Linked DNA regions of Pan troglodytes: region 1 is linked to region 2. The links are chromatin contacts, called in public HiChIP or PLAC-seq maps. All regions are on one chromosome and are shown on one strand. The core of a region is the stretch at or near the end of the contact, and the rest is flanking DNA. Distances in the headings are between cores, read along the strand shown. Region 1 holds the start of CCDC82 (coiled-coil domain containing 82). Region 2 holds the start of FAM76B (family with sequence similarity 76 member B).

What was found. HiChIP or PLAC-seq counts read pairs in DNA pulled down with a chosen protein or histone mark.
Region 1: a contact with region 2 is called in an H3K4me3 HiChIP or PLAC-seq map of stem cell-derived excitatory neurons, with 10 times the contacts expected there. The contact joins the promoter of CCDC82 here to the promoter of FAM76B in region 2. A contact is called at or near these places in 1 of 7 Hi-C or Micro-C datasets (stem cell-derived neural progenitor cells) and 1 of 1 datasets of contacts at active chromatin or transcription factors (stem cell-derived excitatory neurons).

What each region holds. Positions count from the first base shown.
Region 1 is chr9:98,495,965-98,498,664 of NHGRI_mPanTro3-v2.0_pri, forward strand. It overlaps CCDC82 (coiled-coil domain containing 82), which reads right to left and starts at 1,431. Exons shown (of 8, transcript NM_001280316.1): 1 at 1,378-1,431. JRKL (JRK like) reads left to right here and starts at 1,514. Exons shown (of 2, transcript XM_016921850.3): 1 at 1,514-1,606; 2 at 2,016-2,700. The coding sequence starts at 2,183.
Region 2 is chr9:97,893,291-97,895,990 of NHGRI_mPanTro3-v2.0_pri, forward strand. It overlaps FAM76B (family with sequence similarity 76 member B), which reads right to left and starts at 1,282. Exons shown (of 9, transcript XM_001145967.7): 1 at 1,061-1,282; 2 at 163-227. The coding sequence starts at 1,147. CEP57 (centrosomal protein 57) reads left to right here and starts at 1,820. Exons shown (of 14, transcript XR_008538130.2): 1 at 1,820-2,414.

The DNA of each region.
Region 1 (2,700 bases), core at 181-2,680, 600 kb after region 2:
TCACATCTTTGTGTTTCATGGTTAATATAAGATGCACATACATAGCTATGTTATCTGCCAAAGAATATATATTAAAGACAATAATCCATATTGCTTGTGTTCTTTCTCTAACACAGTACCTCTATAGCTAAAAGTACTTTGATGATGCCACTTGACTTTCTCATCAGAAGAAATATAGTTCCTTCTAAACTTTCAGGTTAATTCATACTCAAGAAAAGATTCATTCTAGAAATCACCTACTTGCTGTATAAACAATGCAGGTGGTAGATAACACTTTACAGATTTGAAAGGCAGTGGAACCCCAGGTCATTATTTGAAATTCTACCGGGAGGGATCCATTCTTGGGTGTAAAACATCACTCCTCTTCGATGTTTTCTTTTATATGGCAGTTTGGAGAGCAAAGATTAATAAGCCGAAAAACAATTATTGAATATCTACCAAAATGCAAGGACCTGCTAGGAACTGTGCTGCCACCATTTCAAATAAACATGGTCTCTGCTTCCAAGGAGCTCACAATCTGATGAAATTACTAGGGACACCAAAAACAAGCCAGCATAATACACGATTTGAGGGCTACAGTGTATGATTAAGATCAAGTTCTTATCACATTGCTATGAATAAATTTATCGTAGTTCTTCTATTGGCAGGAAAACAAGACAGAACATGACAGAAATAGGATATAAGAAAATAAACATAAAGAGAGGAAAGCCTATTTCCCCCACTTAGAATCACAGTCCAACAGTCCACAATTTCGCAAAGTGGATCCTGCCAGCATGGTATCCGGGATAACTATATTATTCATTAAAATCCGTTAACAATGAAGGTTAATGCAGCAGGAATGAGTGGTAGACAGAGGAATAGATCCTCTCAGGAATTAACACCCGGAAGGGTGACTTTCATGATTACAAACCTCTTTGGCGGGACGCAGGAACCCAGCGCCCGCTAGCCCACTAGTCCGTCACTCTGCCTCCAGGAGGGAGGGGCACAGTAGCTAGGAAACCGGACCCTCAGGCCAAGCTTCGCGATGACGCGCGCAGGACGACAGAAACCCCCAGACCCCAAAAGAGCTCTGCACCGAGAAAACAATTACAAGGGTCTGGAAAGGCCAGAAACCCGAGAAATCACCAACCGAGCTCCCTACATCAGTTCCAAGCACCTCCCCAAGGCGGAAATAACGGGCACCGCGCCCACTGCAGCTCAACTGAGGAGGAGGGCTAGAGGCGCATTCTCCGGCCCACCCAAAGAGCGCCCGCGGGAATTTTTCTCTGAGTCCGCGAGGAGGCACGGCTTCCCCCGCCCCTCCCATAAACCATTAGCACCGGGAGCGCGAGCGAGTCCCAGCCGGGAGACAGCCCCGCACCACCCTCGCGCTCTCACCTTTCAAAGCGCCTCCGCCTCTGCCTCCGCCTCCGCCCCCGCCCCGGCAACCAGCTCATGACAAGCGATGCTCCTCCCCCCTTCCGGGGACCAAGGGAAGTCCCGCCTCTGGGTGGGGCGAGGGGTGGGGCCAGGCGGCGGGAGGGATCATCTTCCGGGAGCGTGGCTAGGGGCGGAGCGACTGCCGCGCGATAGTCAGGGAGCTGTGCGGGTCCTGGTTGCAAGAGAGGTGGGGAGAGGGGCCTGGCGGGTTTTGAGGGACGGGGAGGACTGTCCCGGCTAAAGCTGGCGCGGGAAACTGGGGCTGCGCGGCGGGAGGGCCCTGCTGCTGGGGAAGGAATCTAATATATCCGTTCCCCTGAGGAAGGGTGCCAGTCCTTGACTCCTAGGCTCTTCGGCTCTCTGCCGTAACTTTGGGGTGTGGCAGGGGTTAGTGACGCGCGGTTACCCGGGATCTGGACGTGCAGGAGGTTCGTGGACACAATGGGGGTATAGTCTTTCTCACGGCTGCTGGGGTAATAAAACACATGCTTTTAATCCGGATTATCCGCGGTGACATGGGGCCTCCGCTACTGCCCGTATAAGTTAAAGAAAGGCCTGTTCTCTCAAACTTCCTCCTCTTTCACCTTCTTCTGCAGTCTATTTGCCAGCCAACCCCAGCCCGGGAGGGGATCAGGGCCACCAGGTTGCTGGTAAGGATGAAAGACTGAGTGTGTTAAGACTGTTAAAGTGAGCCTGTGTAAGAGAAGGAAGGATTTTGTGGATTGCTACATTGTGAGTGTGGGGTGAGTCCCAGAACCTCGCTATGTCGGGGAAACGGAAGCGTGTGGTGTTGACTATTAAAGATAAGCTTGATATAATAAAGAAACTTGAAGACGGAGGTTCTTCCAAACAACTGGCAGTGATTTATGGAATTGGTGAAACAACAGTTCGGGATATAAGAAAAAATAAGGAAAAGATTATAACTTATGCAAGCAGTTCTGATTCCACAAGTCTTTTGGCCAAGAGGAAATCTATGAAGCCATCCATGTATGAGGAATTGGACAGGGCAATGCTGGAATGGTTCAACCAGCAAAGAGCAAAAGGGAATCCCATATCTGGACCAATTTGTGCAAAAAGGGCAGAGTTCTTCTTTTATGCTTTGGGAATGGATGGTGATTTTAACCCCTCTGCCGGTTGGCTAACTCGTTTTAAGCAGCGGCACAGCATTAGAGAGATTAACATTAGAAATGAAAGATTAAATGGAGATGAGACTGCGGTGGAAGATTTTTGTAATAACTTTCGAGATTTTATTGAACGAGAGAATTTACAGCCTGAACAAAT
Region 2 (2,700 bases), core at 32-2,531:
ACATTCTCTCTCCCACCATGTACAAAAGGTTTACAACTTAAAATTTCTGGGGCTAAACCATTTTTAAAAAATACTTTCATAAAAACATGGGATTACAACCCCCAAGTATTCCATAAAGACAACACTTGTCTTTAACAGTCAAAAACTGTTCAGTATACAAACCTCTCTTGTTGAAATTCTGATCTGCAGTAAGTACATTTTACAATAGGATGTGCAATCCGACATTCCTGTAATAAGACAATACATTAGTCAGTATCTTTCTGAAAGTCCCAAATCTCACTTTTCTGGTAGAAAACTGTTTACCCAACCTAGTGAAATGTCTAAAACATTTATAAAACCTGGCCCCAACGTAAAGAACTGGATGCTTTATCATATAAGTGGCCAATCACAATATAATTCCTTAGGGAAGGCACAGGTGTCTTTGTCTTTAGTAGACGTGGGGGTATATTACAGATAAATTAAGAAAGCTGTCAGGGCCGATTTCAAGGATTGGTTAAATGTGAAACTACTTATTATTTTGCACCGTTGCTCACAGACAGCATCCAGGCTTTAATGGGATGGGAGGAGCTCCAAATCAGAGCATTCTGTTCCCAAACCAGTCGCTTCGCTTTCCTGGACAGGGAAGAAGGATGCCATCAGCTTTGCGGCTTCGGGTTCCTAGCAAGAAAGTGCAAAAACCGTCCCCTGCCTCCTGGTGGAAGAAGAGGACAGACCAGGCAGAAAACCGAGATGAAAACATCTCCACCCCTGGGTCTCTGCGGCATAGACAGGTGGCTGCCTCACTCAACCCCACCCCTGAGACCCCCAGACGCTGACGGGGCCCGGCACCCTCCTGGGCCGCCTGGAAAAGGGCACGATTCTGCCTCCCTTTCAGGGTCCGTTCCCAGCTAATGTTCAAGCCCCCAGAAAAAGGGGTCCCCGAGTGGGGAGGCGAGGGCTCCAGACTCCCAAACCCCTGAGGCGCCGGCGAAGAGAGAGGGGCTGCAGTGCAGCGGCTACCCGGCCCCCTCCGGCTACGGCCGAGGACACCCATCCCGCCCGCCTCCCGGAGCCCACGGACCTTGCAGAGCTGCTGGCCCTGGGAGAGCTCCTCGAAGGGATAACGCTGGGTACACTTGGTGCAGGCGTACAGGGCCGAGGCCGCCATCCTGCTCCTCAGTCTCCTCCTCCGCCGCCGCCCGCTCCGAGGCGGGGCCCTACGGAGAACCCGAGAGCCGCCGCCGCCGCCCGGGCCGCGGGCTCCTCCTCCTCCCCCTCCCCCTGCCTCGCGCCCACCAGGGCCTCGCCGCGAGAGCCCAGGGCCCCGCGGACGACGCCACCGTCTCCCTCCGCCTCCACTTCCGCCCCAGCCCACCCAGTGACGCCGTGCCAGCCGCTCCCGCTTAGGCCCCGATAGCGGCGGAGGGAGACGAAACGGGTAGGGGGTTGCTGTTTAGCTGCGCGGCCGCGGATCCGCTTCCTTCTCGGCCTCCCTTTCCCATCCCTGATTGGCTGCGAAGGCTACCGCGTCATTCGATGGCTCCTCCCAACTCCCAACTTCCGCGACGCAGGAAGCGCCCACAAAGGAAGGATGTCGCCGGCCAATGACATCCCGGAGCTCTCAGCGCGCGAAATCCGCTTTGAACCTGCCCCGCCCAAAGGTCTGCGGTCGCGGCTATTTCTAACAGCCAGTCCCAGGTTTGGCTGAGAGCGCCCCAATCCAATTGGGCAAATGTTCGCCAAAGGCTCGTTCTCTGCCGCAACTTTTTTCCCTTGCTTTCTATTGGACTAAATCGTTAAGTCCCTCCTAATCCTATTTGTTATTGGCCAAAAGGTAAGTACTTCACCTGGAGAGGCGTCCCCGAGGCAAATTCACGCTCTCTCCGGCGTTTAATCCGAGGGAACTCGTGGAGTGCTTTAACTTCGCCTTCGCTTTTGTTTTATCTCCATTACTCCCTTCGGTTGCCACTGGCGACAACACTACTCGCCCACGCTTCTTACTGGAGGAGGCCTGCCCCTCCGTAGAATCCCCGCAGAGCCGGCCTGTAACCCCGGCGTTGTCTGCCGCAGCAGGCCTCGTTACGCGCTACCTTGTGACGTCACCAGGGAAGAGGCGGATTCTCTCCTACTACAGAAAGACGTCTGCTGTTTTGATTGGCTAGGAAAGACGTCCGTTAGGACGTGTTGCCCTTTCTGTGTAAGCTGTGAGCGTAGGCGGCCCTGAGGGGGTGTGTGGCAGGGGTTTCCAAGCCCAGCACCAGCACCCTTGCCCTTTTCCATCTGGGGTTCAGCCTAGGGTCCCCCCTGGTGGGCGGCTCCCGAGTCTTGGAGAAGAGCACGAGAACCTAGACCGCCCCCGAAGTGCGGAGACCCCCTGGGCAGGCTGAAAGATGGCGGCGGCGTCTGTCTCTGCGGCTTCTGGTTCTCACTTGTCGGTAAGAAGCAGTTGGCGCGAGTGGGCCCCACGTCGGTCCTAAGCGCCTCTTTGAGTTTCCTCACGTTTCAGGGCGCTGTCAGTCCGGCTTCTGACGCAATTCTGGAGGACGGCGGGAATGCCTAGATTGCCCCGCGCTCCCCAAGCTTTCATTCACTGTTCCTGTGTCGAAGCTGCACCCTCTGGCTCCCAGTGAAACTGGGCTGGCCGCCTCTGTTCCCCAGCCCTTATTCACCTTTTGGCGTAGCAACCAACCCCGGTTGCCTAACATTCCCAAGGGCCGGCTG